Linked DNA regions of Mus musculus: region 1 is linked to region 2. A link is a contact called in public Hi-C data. All regions are on one chromosome and are shown on one strand. The core of a region is the stretch at or near the end of the contact, and the rest is flanking DNA. Distances in the headings are between cores, read along the strand shown.

The links. A called contact is a pair of places that touch in the nucleus more often than the background predicts.
Region 1: a contact with region 2 is called in a Hi-C map of the N1E-115 cell line, with 2.1 times the contacts expected there. The contact joins two enhancer-like sites. A contact is called at or near these places in 2 of 39 promoter capture datasets (embryonic stem cells and hippocampal neurons), 2 of 484 Hi-C or Micro-C datasets (the N1E-115 cell line and embryonic fibroblasts) and 1 of 9 other capture datasets (embryonic stem cells).

Annotation. Positions count from the first base shown.
Region 1 is chr13:52,513,009-52,519,545 of GRCm38.p6, forward strand. All of the region lies in intron 1 of Diras2 (DIRAS family, GTP-binding RAS-like 2), which reads right to left. Among named protein-coding and RNA genes, the nearest start is that of Diras2, 15 kb to the right of the region's middle. Within about 2 kb of position 3,488, at least 6 of the 459 cell types and tissues checked have an H3K27ac peak or open chromatin away from gene starts, as enhancers often do. A contact at or near this core is called in the N1E-115 cell line, where this site is marked.
Region 2 is chr13:52,411,376-52,418,403 of GRCm38.p6, forward strand. No RefSeq gene overlaps it. Among named protein-coding and RNA genes, the nearest start is that of Diras2, 120 kb to the right of the region's middle. Within about 2 kb of position 5,221, at least 3 of the 459 cell types and tissues checked have an H3K27ac peak or open chromatin away from gene starts, as enhancers often do. A contact at or near this core is called in the N1E-115 cell line, where this site is marked.

The DNA.
Region 1 (6,537 bases), core at 2,238-4,737, 100 kb after region 2:
AGAAATCCACCTGCCTGAAATCCAAACTTTTAAAGCAATTCATAAAATTCTAGGGAATCCAGAAGGCTCTGTCATCTGACTCTCAGGTTGAAGGCTGGCTGTGCTATGAAACACATAGAGCAAAGGTCTTTGGAAAACTGGGAGTTCAGTGGAGACATAGTGAGTCTCACTCAAGAGATGCGCTGGTGGAAGTAGCAGGGGGAGTTGGGGAATGAGGACGGACGTCATGGCAGGAAGCACCAGAGTAGTGAGTATGAGACAGCTCTAGACCAGACGAGGAACGTAGAGCTCTCGTTAAAGAAATGTAGCAACTAAGGGACAAGATAGGAGAGGACAGAGTCATACAGGGCTTAGAGGAGTGGGAAATACTGTGTACATTCAGTGTTGGATAAACCATCTGGAAGGGTCCAGGAAGCCCCAGAGTCCAGTGCATGTGGCAGGGTTGTCTTTATTCAGAGAAAGCACCAGAGGCAGGGAGGGATGATAGATGGGTAGACAGATAGACAGACAGATAGAAAATTGATGAAAAATAGATAGATAGATAGATAGATAGATAGATAGATAGATGATAGACAGATAGAAGATAGATGATAAGTAGAATTAGATAGATCCCAGTATTTAAATCCTCTAAAGCTATTTGCCATTTGTTCTAAACCTTGAAGTTAGCATTCCATTCTTTGTCTTTGGGTTTCTTCCAGCCCCTGTCTATGGACACCACGGACAGGATTTCAAACAGGAGTAGACAACAAGACAGACCATCTGTGCAGGAAAGGACACCTGTTCCCATCACACTTTGCTGACTGGGGATTAATTGGTTGTTTGCAACATTTGGAATTATTCGGAATTTTTTTCCCCCTAAATTGTTCTCAGTTCCCAATTTCTTTTCATTCAATTTGTCTGCTGCCTTGAACACACTGCATGTTTGGGGTATAGACGTGACTGGTAAATTATTTTCAATGAAGCTGTGGCTCCATTGTGTGATTTTAGCATCCCTCAAGTTTTAATCCCAGAGGGGAAGAGTCGAGGGGGTAAGACTCATTCTAGTATTAGTGTTTACAGATGGAAATTTGGGAAAATGTGAAAACAAGGTAGCTCCCTACAACTGAACCTGGTGGTGTTATAAGAAGGACAGAAACCATGTCACATGTGCATATATGCTATGCCCCGCACCACCTCTGGATGCCACCATCAAGAAAGCTATTGCCAGATGTGCCTCTCCACCATGCACCTCAAGACCCATGGGCTAAAGAAAGTAGCCTGCCTTAGGGACTTCATTATTGTAACATAATTTTGGTTAATATGGGTGGTATTTCAATGGTTATTCTCAAGTCCTCTCACCTGATTGAATGCCCATCTCCTGAGGACTGACTCCTGTCTACAAAGACTACACAGCAGGCCCTCTTGGTGTCTACATCCTCAGATTTAACCAACCTCAGATCAAAGATGTCAAGAAAAAGATTGTATATATTTAATATACATAGTATACATATTCATTCATTTGTTTTTCTTCTCTGAGCAACACAGTGTAACATGATTGACATTATATTGAGCGTACAGTTGAAAGTCTATAGAAAGGTATGTGGCTGTCCTAAGCAAACACTCTACATTTTAGATGAGGGACCTGAGTACCCTAGGATACTTGTATTCTGGGGAGAGGTGTTTTCTGGGACGCAAGGATATCAAGGATGGGGAGTTGAAATGAAAAATCCTGAGGAATTCAGCATTTGAAAACGTGCAATATCTTGGATTCCTTTCCTGCAGACAACATCCCCAGCCTGAGCTCAGAGGTTCTCATGTCTCCTGCAGGGTGCAGATGCCACCCTTGAGAAGTGTTCACCTTGCTCTTCCATGGCACTTGCCCTCAGTATAACACTTTATATTGTAACAGTATTCCCTTTCTAGTTATCTCATTCAAGGCAGGGTCTCACTATGTAGCCTTTCCAGACCCTTGTCTAGAAATGTAGCTGGCCTGAGAAACACTATGCAAACCAGGCTGGCTTCAAATGCACAGAGATCTGCTTTCCTCTGCCTCCTGAGTACCAGAACTAAAGGCATCCTACACTGAGTTTGTTGTTTCCTTTAAATGTTTCCAAAATATTGACCCTTCAGAGCCCAACTGAACTATTCATGAAAGGTAAGTGAACAGTGGCTATGATTGATATTACAACATGGAAAAGGGGTGGTTTCACAGGAAATTTAAAAACACATCTATGAATTTTCCAAGTAAGCCATTCTTTGTTATATTAGAATATGGACAGAGGATCTTGTGCAGCCCAGGCTGGCCTCAAACTCAGCCTTCCAAATGCTGGGATTTTTGGAGCTAGTCCCAGAAAAGTGGTACACCACACCCACCCGACCCCACATTATACTTTCATAGATAGATAGATAGATAGATAGATAGATAGATAGATGATAGTTAGATAGACATATGCTAGTGCCACACTGCTTTGAATTTTGTAACTCTGGGGTAACTTTGTGAATGGTAGTATGAGACCTCCAAGTTTATTCTCTGTTTTTGAGGTTGTTTTGAAGCACTTAAGACCCCTCACCATCCCACATAAGTAGATAAGTTAGGTTTCATTCAACCCTTTTGCCCAGCAAAGGATTTTCACTGAGAAAGTGAGGGGGGTCCAGAGAAGAGGGGCCAATGTACAGTCTCAGAAGGATTTGGACCCTCAATATAGAAAGAACATCTACAACTGAGAAGGCAAAAGATGAGCAGACAGAGCACCAACAAGGAATCTCCACAGACATTTCTCTAAAGTGCACCCGCTTTAAAGGGTCTGACGCCAGCCATTAGACACGGAAACCCAAAGCCCAGTGAAGGATTGCTTTATACTCACTCAAGATAACTGTTCAAAACAAAATAAGATCATAGATGAGGGCCGAAGAGATGGCTCAGCACTTAAGAGTGTTTGCTGCTCTTCCAAAGAACATAAATTCAGTTCCTTGTGTCTGAGTTAGATAGCTCAAAGTAGCCTTAACATCCCCCCCAACTCCCATGGGCACACACACTCACACACACACACACACACACACACATATACTCAAACACTCACATACAGAAGAGAGAGAGAGAGAGAGAGAGAGAGAGAGAGAGAGAGAGAGAGAGATCATTTTAAAACAGGATAGTAACAAATGATGTAGAAAAGCAGGAATGCTTTCCTATGATGGCAGAGGTAAACTATGGCGCCGCCTCTTTGGAGAGAGCTAAATATAGAATTACTAGATGATTCAGCAACTCTGCTTCCCAGAACATGGGCCACCAGCAGATTGCTGGCCCTCAAGAACTCACAGCCACCATTATTCACAAGAGCTGGGAGCCCTTCAAATCCCACAGGCAAATGAAGGGATAAACAAGATGGAATATATGCAGGAGAAGGTGCATCTTTCAGCCTGGGTCGGGGTTGGGGGAAAAAATTCCAACATCACACACCAACCTAGAAGACAGTGTGAGTAAGATGAGCTAAGCTAGTTGCCAAAAGATGCTGAAGCTGAGGGGATGGCCCACTGGAGCATTCCCAACACACACTTAGAAAAAAAAAATCCAGATGTGATAGCTGACCCCCAGCACTGAGGAAATGGAAATAGAAGAGACATGGGGTTTGCTAACCAGCCAGCCTGGCCTAATTGAAGAGTTCCAGACTAGGAGACCAAGTGTCAAAACGTGAGGTATATGGTGTCTTCAGTACGTACATGCACACACGCCAACATGAAAAACATAAACACGGAGCCTAGGGGCTCATCTGTGAGGATGTAAGCCATGTTCAAAATCACAGAGGCAGAACACTGAACTGGGCTGTGGGGTTAATGGGAGCTGTTGAATGGGTGGAATTTAGGACCTGCAGGGTGGAATGGGGGTTTGTATGGGATCTGTGTGTTGGCAACATGGCTGTACTGATGTAATCAGACTCTGCACTTGGAAATGGTTAATGTGGCAGATTTTATGTTGTGAAGATTCTCCCACAGTAAGAATATAGAAGACCATATACAAAAAGGTTTTTTTTCTAATCCTTTAGCAAGAAATGTCAGTTAAGTGTTGATATTAGCCAAGCAGACACTCTTCCTCTGTTGTCTGTACTACATGGTATAAACAGCGAAGATCTAATCTGGTCTGACAGCCGCTTCCCCAATCTAATTTCTCCAGAAGACCAATGAAAATGCACACCTCTCTTGCAGCTCTAATTTTATTTTGGGTTAATGACGGTGAGGAGTGGGGACTGTTGGGCCCAGCACTTCGAGCCAAGCCAGCTCACGCTTTTAAGCATTGTAGCCACCAGCTACTAGGAGCTAGCACATCTGGGCTTTGTCAAACCAGGCAGTACTGGATTTGAAGGCTTTTGATTTGGACAGCTCACACATGATTCTGACCTTGATCACATGTTAAAATGATAACCCTCCATCCTTATTTTTATACCTATATTATTTAAACCAATATCACCTCTGTGTTTTTAAATATTTATTTATTTATTGTGCATGCTGAGGGAGAGAGCTGTGGTGCTCATGTGGGGATTGGAAGACAACTTTTGGGAGTCAGTTCTCTCCTTCACTCTCTGGGCCCTTGGGATGGGACTTAGGTCATCGGGTTTGGCAGGAAGTATCTTTAATCTCTGAGCCATCTTGCTTACTCCTGTCTTTTAAATCGTTTAAATGTGGTTACAGAAAGAATGTGGTAGCTTACATCTGTGATTCTGGTACTAAGTGGGTAAAGGTAGGACATTCAGGAGTTCAAAGCCAATCTGTGTTGTACTATCTGTCTCAAGAAAATGAAATAGACAAAAAATACATGTATAAATCCTCTGCAGGGCTGGCACAAGGCATCTATAGATCCCCATTGTTCTCTCAAGCAACTTGAAGAGCAAAATGCCCCCATGGATTCTCAAGTTTGTAAGCATGGGTAAGGGAGACTGTGCAGTTGAGAATCCTCCTCCCCAGTTTCTTGTTAGGACACCATTCCGCCTTGTGTAAGAACACTGGCAGAGAAGGTCCTTGGAGCTTGCAGGAGGAAAGAAAAAGGAAGAAAAGGAGGAAAAGAAGGGAGGAAGGAAAGAGAAAGAGAGATGGGGGATATAATGAACAAACATCTCCCTTCTGGTTCAATGAGATTGCTCAGCAGATAAACATTACCACTGTCAAGTACTAAGAGCCGAGTTTCATTCCTTAACCCTACATGGTAGGGGAGAGCCAACACCCCAAAAATAGTGCTTTGACTTGTGCATGCACAAGAGTGCAAACACAATAAATAAGTAGACGGTTTACAATAAATAAACTGATAACCACAATGACAGATTTAACTCTATTGGCACAATTACAAACTTGAAAATCCAATTGTTAGAAAACACTTCCAAATGGAAGGTTTCCATCAGTGTGGGGCCACACGGTTAAGATATGTCAAGGCAATGTGTCCCGTTCCATTTGAAGAACTTGCAGTATGACTGGGTAAGTGAGATGTTTGAGCAATGTTCCAAGAGAGAACACTCATCCTATGGGGGGGATGGGAGCTGTCCAGCACAGGGCAGCAGACACAGACATTGGCACTACAGGCTCTGGATACAAGGAGGAGCCCTCCCATGGTTATAGCACACAAGGTCAGTGTGTGGCTTGAATGAAAATGCCCCCCTCCCCCATAGGCCCATTGGGAGCAGCAGAATTAGGGGGGTATGACCTTGTTGGAGTGGGTGTGGCCTTGTTGGAGGAAGTGGTCACTGGAGGCGGGCTTTGAGTCTTAGATGCTCAAGCCACGCCTAGTATGGCAACCTCTTCCTGCTTCTTGCGGGATCCAGAGGTAGAATTCTCAGCTCCTCTCCAGCACCATGTCGTCGTCCCCCCACACACACACCTCCTGCCCTGTGATGACAATGGACTAAACCTCTGAACTGTCATAAGCCAGCCCCAGTGAAATGTTTTCCTTTATAGGAGTCTCTGTGACCTCGGCGTCTCTTCACAGTGATAAAACCCTAACTAAGACAGACAGCAAAGTCACAAACAGGAACAGACAGGTCTTATGGAAACTTGGGGGAGTGGGCCAGCCATCAGGTCTTAACGTGAACAGAATGGGAAACCACCAGGTTAACACAGGGAAGCCATAGTGGTCCACTTAAACTGAAACAACCAGCTTGAAGACCCTGCAGGTGCAGGGCAAGCCTGGAGCCAGACCCGCACCCCCATCTCCACCCCCCACCCCCCACCCGCCATAAGATGCCAGCAATCCCAATCCATTCTTAGAACAGCTCTGCCAGGTTGGGGAAGGAAAGAGAAGAGCTCTGTGTGCTTGTCCAGAGCTGTGTGTCTGCCCTGGTTGCTCACAGCTACTCCACCAACACATAGGTTCCCTTGACTTTAATGTCACCCCTATACCAACAGCCACAGACCTCACGACCTGTGTCCAGGACCTTTCCCCTAGGCGGCAGAGGCGTGGATGGCTTCCTTGACTCCTCCCCGAGCAAAGCCGAGCTTCCCACACAGCCACTCCCGACTCCCCTGCAGCATCCTCTACCACTCAGCTCCTTTCAACAGGATCCTCCCAGTTCCCTGCTA
Region 2 (7,028 bases), core at 3,971-6,470:
GTCATGGACCTGGCCAGGGACTTCAGAGGATTTTACTCATTCGTGAGAAAATAGCACTGAAAACCTGCCTTGTGTGGATTTTCTTCTTTCTAATAAGAATAAAAGTCTATTTAGTTTTTGCAATGGCTCAGTGATAACTAGAGAGCTGCCTGCAGCTGCAAGGCAATTCTTTTTCACTGGCTGCTCATACCACTCACCTGACTCTTGGATGTGTATTTACGTGTTTCACAGTCTACACTCTCTTTTAGAGCCTAAGGCTATACAGTCCATATATAGGTGAGACCTGGAATCTAAATCTGCCCTGCTAGGATCCATTTCCCATGTTCTCATCTCCTACCGATACCACCACCATGAGGACCAAGGCTCTGACACACAACCATGAGGACACCAGCCCCCTGGGGACCAAGGCTCTGACACACAACCATGGAGAACACAAGCCCCATGGGAACCAAAGCTCTGACACACTACCTATGAAGGGCATCAGCTCCCAGGAGACCAAGCCCCAAGAAAGACAGGGAGTTCAGGTAGGGGCTCACTCTGAGGGTGGCTTCCGGTTGGCCTTCCTTGATTTATGCTCGTCTCCATGTGGTGAGTGAGCATCCAAGGGAGGAAGGAGAGCAGGAAATGGTGTCTTTGAAAGTGACAAAGGCTCTGACACACTGCCCATAGAGAATACCTGCTCCCTGGAATCAAGGCTATGACACACTGTCCATGGAGGACCAAGGCTATGACACACTGCTCATGGAGGACATCAGAACCCCAAGGACCAAGGCTCTGATACACTGTCCATGGAGGACACCAGGCCCCTGAGGACCAAGGCTATGACACACTGACCATGGAGGACACAGTCAAGCTGAGTTCAAGCCAAGAGGCAATAAAGACAGAAAGTTCTGCCTTCTTTATCCACTCATCTTCCCCAGCAAATCATCTTCTGCATTAACCCAAGGTTTCCAGACACAACTGCACAGAACTTTGTCACCTTCTCAGAGATTTCCTGGAGGAAATTACAAAGTCTTACAAAGGCAATTACTCCTTCTGATGGTTCATCTCCTTTGTCAACTTTGTGGGATTTAGAGTTGCCAAGAAAATGTGCCTCCTTGGTGTGTCTGAGACATTTGCCAAAGGCTTCACTCAGCAGGGAAGACCTAGCCCTGACAGATGGGAGCACCATCCTATGGGCTGAGGTCTGGGACTGAGTACAGGAGAAAGCCAGATGAGTGGCAGCATTGGTCTCTCTCTGCTTCCTGAGTGTGAGCACGGTGTGACCAGCACCTCACACTCCTGCTGCCATGTTTGTGCCAGTGTGCATTGTGTTTGGCCACATTAAAAGAAATGAAATTAATATACTGCCATTTATTCCATGATGGTGAGAAACCATACTCAGCTAGAAGCTACAGGGAGGTAAGGAGGGTGATATTCCTGAAGCAGCATCAGTATACACACACACACACACACACTCATATACACACACTCACACACACACTCACATACACACACTCTCACACATACACACCCTCATACACTCATACACTCACATACACATACTGTCACACATACACACCCTCATACACACACACACTCACACATACACATACATACTCTCACACACACACATACACACACCCTCACATGCTCACATACATACACATATACTCATACACTCACATATACACACATATACTCACATACTCACATACACACACACATACACACAGCCTCATATACTTGCATACACACATATACACACACTCACACACATACACAACACATATACTCACACACACACACCCTCATACACTCACACACATATACATACACATACTCACACACTCACACACACACATATACATACTCACACACACCACACACAATTGCATATGCACACACACTCACATACACACAAAACTCACACACTCACATACACATATACATACACACACCACAAACATACATACATACATATATTCATACACATACAGTATACACACACATAACTCTTCCTCTTTCTTGCTCTCTCTCTCTCTCTCTCTCTCTCTCTCTCTCTCTCTCTCTCTCCTTCTCTCTCCTCTCTGTTTCTTATATACATACATACACATAATCATATTCCTGTTTCTGGATTTATTTTTTCTGTTTATGAAAATGGTGTCCCTTACTTTCCTTCCTGAAAGGTCAGCCATTAGAACATGCTAAGAATTGAACTCTTTCTTACTATTCAGTAGTTGATGTGATGAATTCCATTCTAACATCAAATGCATTGATTGTGCCATAACTGGATACGTTGGTTAGTTTTGTCAAATTTATTTTATTTTCATTTATGTGTTTATGCATACATCTATCATGTTTATGTGTATTTATGGAGATCAGAAGAGGATACTGGATCCCCTGCCGTTGGAGTCAAAGGCAGTTGTGAGTTGTAGCTGACGTGACTGTTAGACTCTAAACTTCAGTCCTCCATAAGAGCAGCAAGCACTCTTAAACTGCTGAGCTATCTCTCCAGCGCTGTGTTGATTAGTTTTAACTGTCAACTTGACACAACCTAGAATCACCTATGATTAGAATCGTAATGGGGACTTATCCGATCAAGTTGGCTTGTGGGCGTGTTTGTGGAGGGTTGTTTCAATTGTTACTTGACATAGGAAGACCTTGCCACTATGGGTGGCACCATTCCCTAGGCAGAGTTCCTGAACAGTGTAAGAGAGGAGAAAGATATCTGAGAGCAAGAAAACAACGATACATATATTTTTCTCTTTGCTCTCAGCTATGGATGTGATGTGACTGACTGTTTAAGTCCTTCCTCACCTTTCCCAAAATGATGGACTGTAAATTGGAAGTGTAAACCAAATAAACCCTTCCTCTCCTGTGTGGTTTTTTATTTGTTTGTTTGTTTTGTTTGTTGGTTGGTTGGTTTTGGTTTTTTGTTTTGTTTTTGTTTTTGTTTTGTTTTTTTGGTCAGGGTATTTATCATGGAATCAAAACTGAAAGCAGGGCAATGGGTATGAAAGCAGATGACACAAAATTCCTGCCATTCACTGAGGACAACATGGTAGGCATGGATCAGCTACTTAGGTCCCTATGGACAGAGCAAGCATTGCCATAGCAACAGGACAGTGGAATCAACTGTTTGCTGTCACTGAAGAAGGCAAGTATCTATTATTTCATGTTCATCTCTAGAGGTAGAAGGAGTTTTCCAAACAACTAAAGAGAGAGGGAATGGTGTTTAGGCAAAGGAAGTCTGTGAAAATCACTTCTTATTGGCTCTGGGTCACAGGCATGGGAAGAAGAATGGGTTACAGGCACACACCAGAGATAAATAATAGGATTGGCTGGGCAGTGAGGTATTACCTATGGGAAGACAGAAGTAAAAAATTGTGTCAGTTACAAACTTATCCTTTAAAATATTTACTCCATTGATTAAAATGTATTATTTTTAAGAACTGAAGTGTATCCACCAGTCTACCCTTGCAAAGCTGTCATGTTTTATCTCTTTTTAAATTTAATCAGTGTAGTGATGATTGCAGTGTAATAGATAAGTCAAAAAGAGAAGCTGTGATTTCAGGGCTACTGAAGCATCATGAGTAAGAAATACAAGCACTGGGACTCAGCCTGCAGAATTGCTAGAGATCCAGCAAGAAATTGTTGGACCTGGGTGGAGACTGGACAGGGAGGAAAGAGAGGGAGGAAGGGAGGGAAGAAGAGAGGAAGAGAGGGAGGGTGGGCCTAAGGGAGGGAGAGACAGAGGGACTGAAGGACAGAGGAGGTGATGCTAGGATACCCGTCAAAACAGTGAGAGTAGTGAGCCCTGACACCATCCACCTTATCTTTTTGAGACAGGCATGCAAGTTGCCAATTTGGCTAGGATTGCAAGTCAATGAGCTCCTGGGATCTGCCTCCTTTCCCTCAGCATAGAGATGGCAGGCATGTGCCACAATGCCTGTTTTTTGTCTGTGGATTCTGGCAATCAAGCTCAGCTCTTTGTGTTTACAAAGTGGGTGCTTTAAACACCGAACCATCCATGGATTCCAAGCCATCTCCTTGCTGCCAAATTTGCCCCTCTGCATTCTGTGCCCTAGGAGGCAGTTAGAATTTGTAAGGCTATCTGATTGACGAATGACTTTCTGTAATAATTCTCAATTGGCTTTCTATCATTCCTCTAACTCCTGCTGACCTGCAAAAGATCCAGGGTCAATCTTGAGAAAAAACAAGGATCAAGGCCTCTCGTTTTCTAATGTCGAACTATGTAATAAAGCTATAGAAATTAAAACTGCATGGTACGAATGCAGACCTGCAGGCCAGTGTTACATGTTAAGAAGTCCAGACATCAATGTGTATGTCAGCTGATCTTCAATGAGGGTTTTAAGAACACATGTTTGGGAAGGGTAGAGTCCTTTACTTATTTTTAATTTTTTAGTGCATTTTTATTTATCTGTATGTGCATCTGACTAGGCACACATGGGCACGCATGTCATGGCATGTGCATGGGAACAACTTGCAGGAGTTGGTTCTCTCCTTTTACCATCTGTGCTCCAGAAATCAAACTCAACTTTCCAGGCTTAGCCGCACACCCCTCTACCTACTGATCCATCTCACCAGCCATTTCATTACATGGTGTAGGAGGAATCTTGGGCTTACATGGCTAAAGAATGAAGTTGGACCCTCACTCCCTACCAAGAGCAAATATCAACTTCAGCTAAATGAAGGATAATACACATAAAACTTAAGACTATAGAACTAGAAGAAAGCATTGGGGAAAGGGCTTTGCATTGGTCTGAACCACAAGTTATTATCTACTCCTAAGCTCTGGCCCCAGGCTTCTATCTCCACAACTGTTTCCGGTTCCCTTGCAGCTACATTTCAGTTCCAGCCCAGAGGCCTCCTGACTTTTTCTTAGAAATGCTAATCAGAATTTAGCCTCCAGAAATGTTAATCAGAATCTAGCCACCAGATGAACATAGGAATAAGTCAGAACCCTTGTGTCACCAGTGAGGATGTGGCATGTAGCATCCATAGTACAAGCAGCTGTGCTGCTGGTCAGGATGTCACATGATGTAGCAACCCCATCCCCCTGCCCCCTCCTGCAAGCAGTGATGCTTGAGGCTGGCTTCCTGTGAATTTCTCTGACATTTCTCTTACAAGCCAAGCTTCTAATCACATTGTCTTAATATATGACAGCTGCTTGGAAGCCCATTTCCAATTAAAATGTCCTTTGCAATTCACTGGATTGGGCAGCAGTCTTAAGCCCTTGGTTATCTGATGTCCTGGAAACGTAGCTGCAGGGCCAGATGGTTCAGAGCTTAGATTGCCATGGATTTATTCCCCAGGAAATAAATACCTTGGAAGATGATCGCTTTGAGCTACTCTTTATTTCAAACTTTATTTTTAGACAGTTGATCTTTCTCATAAAAACAGGTTCCACAAGGATATTCTGGGTGGAAATCACAGAGGTAGCTCTGGAGCCTTAGCTGTGAGCCCAGGGGGAGAAGTCACATGCATTGAAATGATTCCCCTGTGATCCAAATGCTGGCTAAGATGTCCCCTGTGCCTGATGTCTGCATGTGACCCCTACTCATTCCTACGTGAGGCTAACGACTAAGGTGTTTGAGCATCAACCCTTTTCTGTGTTTAAGAGAATAGCCTGTGCTGTTCTTGCTATTATACCAATAGTTATCATCAGACCTTTATTGTCTGAAATTAGGTTAAAGTTACCATTCTAAATGTTAAACTAGTTTACCGAGATAAGGATCAGTTCCCTCCGTCTTCCATGGCAGGGATCTCGTGCTTTCTGTGGTTTGCCAATGTCTGTTAAACAGCCAGTGTCCTTTAAACAGGGCATATTTGCCCTCCCACTAGGGCAGCAATGAGTATCCTGGCAGTCGCAGAAAGCACGGAAGCTCTTGTGGGCCATGTAGAGACCTTTGACTGACCACAAACGAGAAAGTGGTGCCCAGCTCTGAGGTCTATTATGCTGGGATGTGTGTTGCATGTCATTGATAGATGTGCATTGTGTGCCATACCTAGATGTGCATGTGTCAAAGGAAACTGGCCTCTTGGACTGGCTGTTCCTATGCACCAACGGTACTCATTCAGCTTGTACTCTTTGTAGCACACACTAGCTGAGCCAGTTTGTGGCTATGGACATCTTGATAGCTGGCAAGACATGGACAACCATATCAGGGAGTGCTCCCTCCCATAGTAGCGATGGAAGCTGAGATAGCGACCTTTTAGATCTCTCTGAGATTTGGACCCATTACCTGGTAGCATCCCTCCCCACTCCTGCTCTCTGAAAATGCTCTGGCCATTGGAGGCTCTGCCCTTATTAATAACCTTGTGATGTCACCATGGACTTCAGGAGTGTCAACCAGAGGGACTCCCCTCAGAGACTAGTCAGTTTCTACATAGATGGGAAATAATCTGGTTTGGTGTTCTTGAGTAATTGTAAGTTGCGTGTGTGTGTGTGTGTGTGTGTGTGTGTGTGCATCTGAACACATGCATGCTGGTGCCCATGGAGATCAGAAGTCAGCATTGCATCGCCTGCTACTGGAGTTACAGGTGGTTTTGTGTGTTCTGAGAAGGAGTCTGGATCCCTGAAAGAATAGTAAGTGTTGTTCTCGGCACTTTACAATAGAATATAGAATTACAAATCTATAATTTCATATGTTGCTTATTTTTGCCTGTTCACTTACATTCAGAGCTCTTTATGCCTCATATCTCCTGTGATTTGTTCCAAACCTAAAAACCCTTTTTCTTTTGGGTCGTAATGGCTGGACCAGTGTGACAGGAATCAAGCTAGGACAATGGGAACTGTAATGGCTACATACCAAGATGTCTGTGAGTAGGAGGTACTCAGTCAACATAAAGTAACCCAGGAAGAGAGGGTGGAATTGGGACTGCCTGTCCAGAGTTCGGGTTCTGATCTGAACCATTCTTCCCGAGTCTGCACCACAGGCCGTGTACACAGACCTGATGGCTGCCAGGAAGCAAACAGGAATCTGCTTTGCAAGAGAGAACTACCTCAAGGGGTGTGCTGGTAG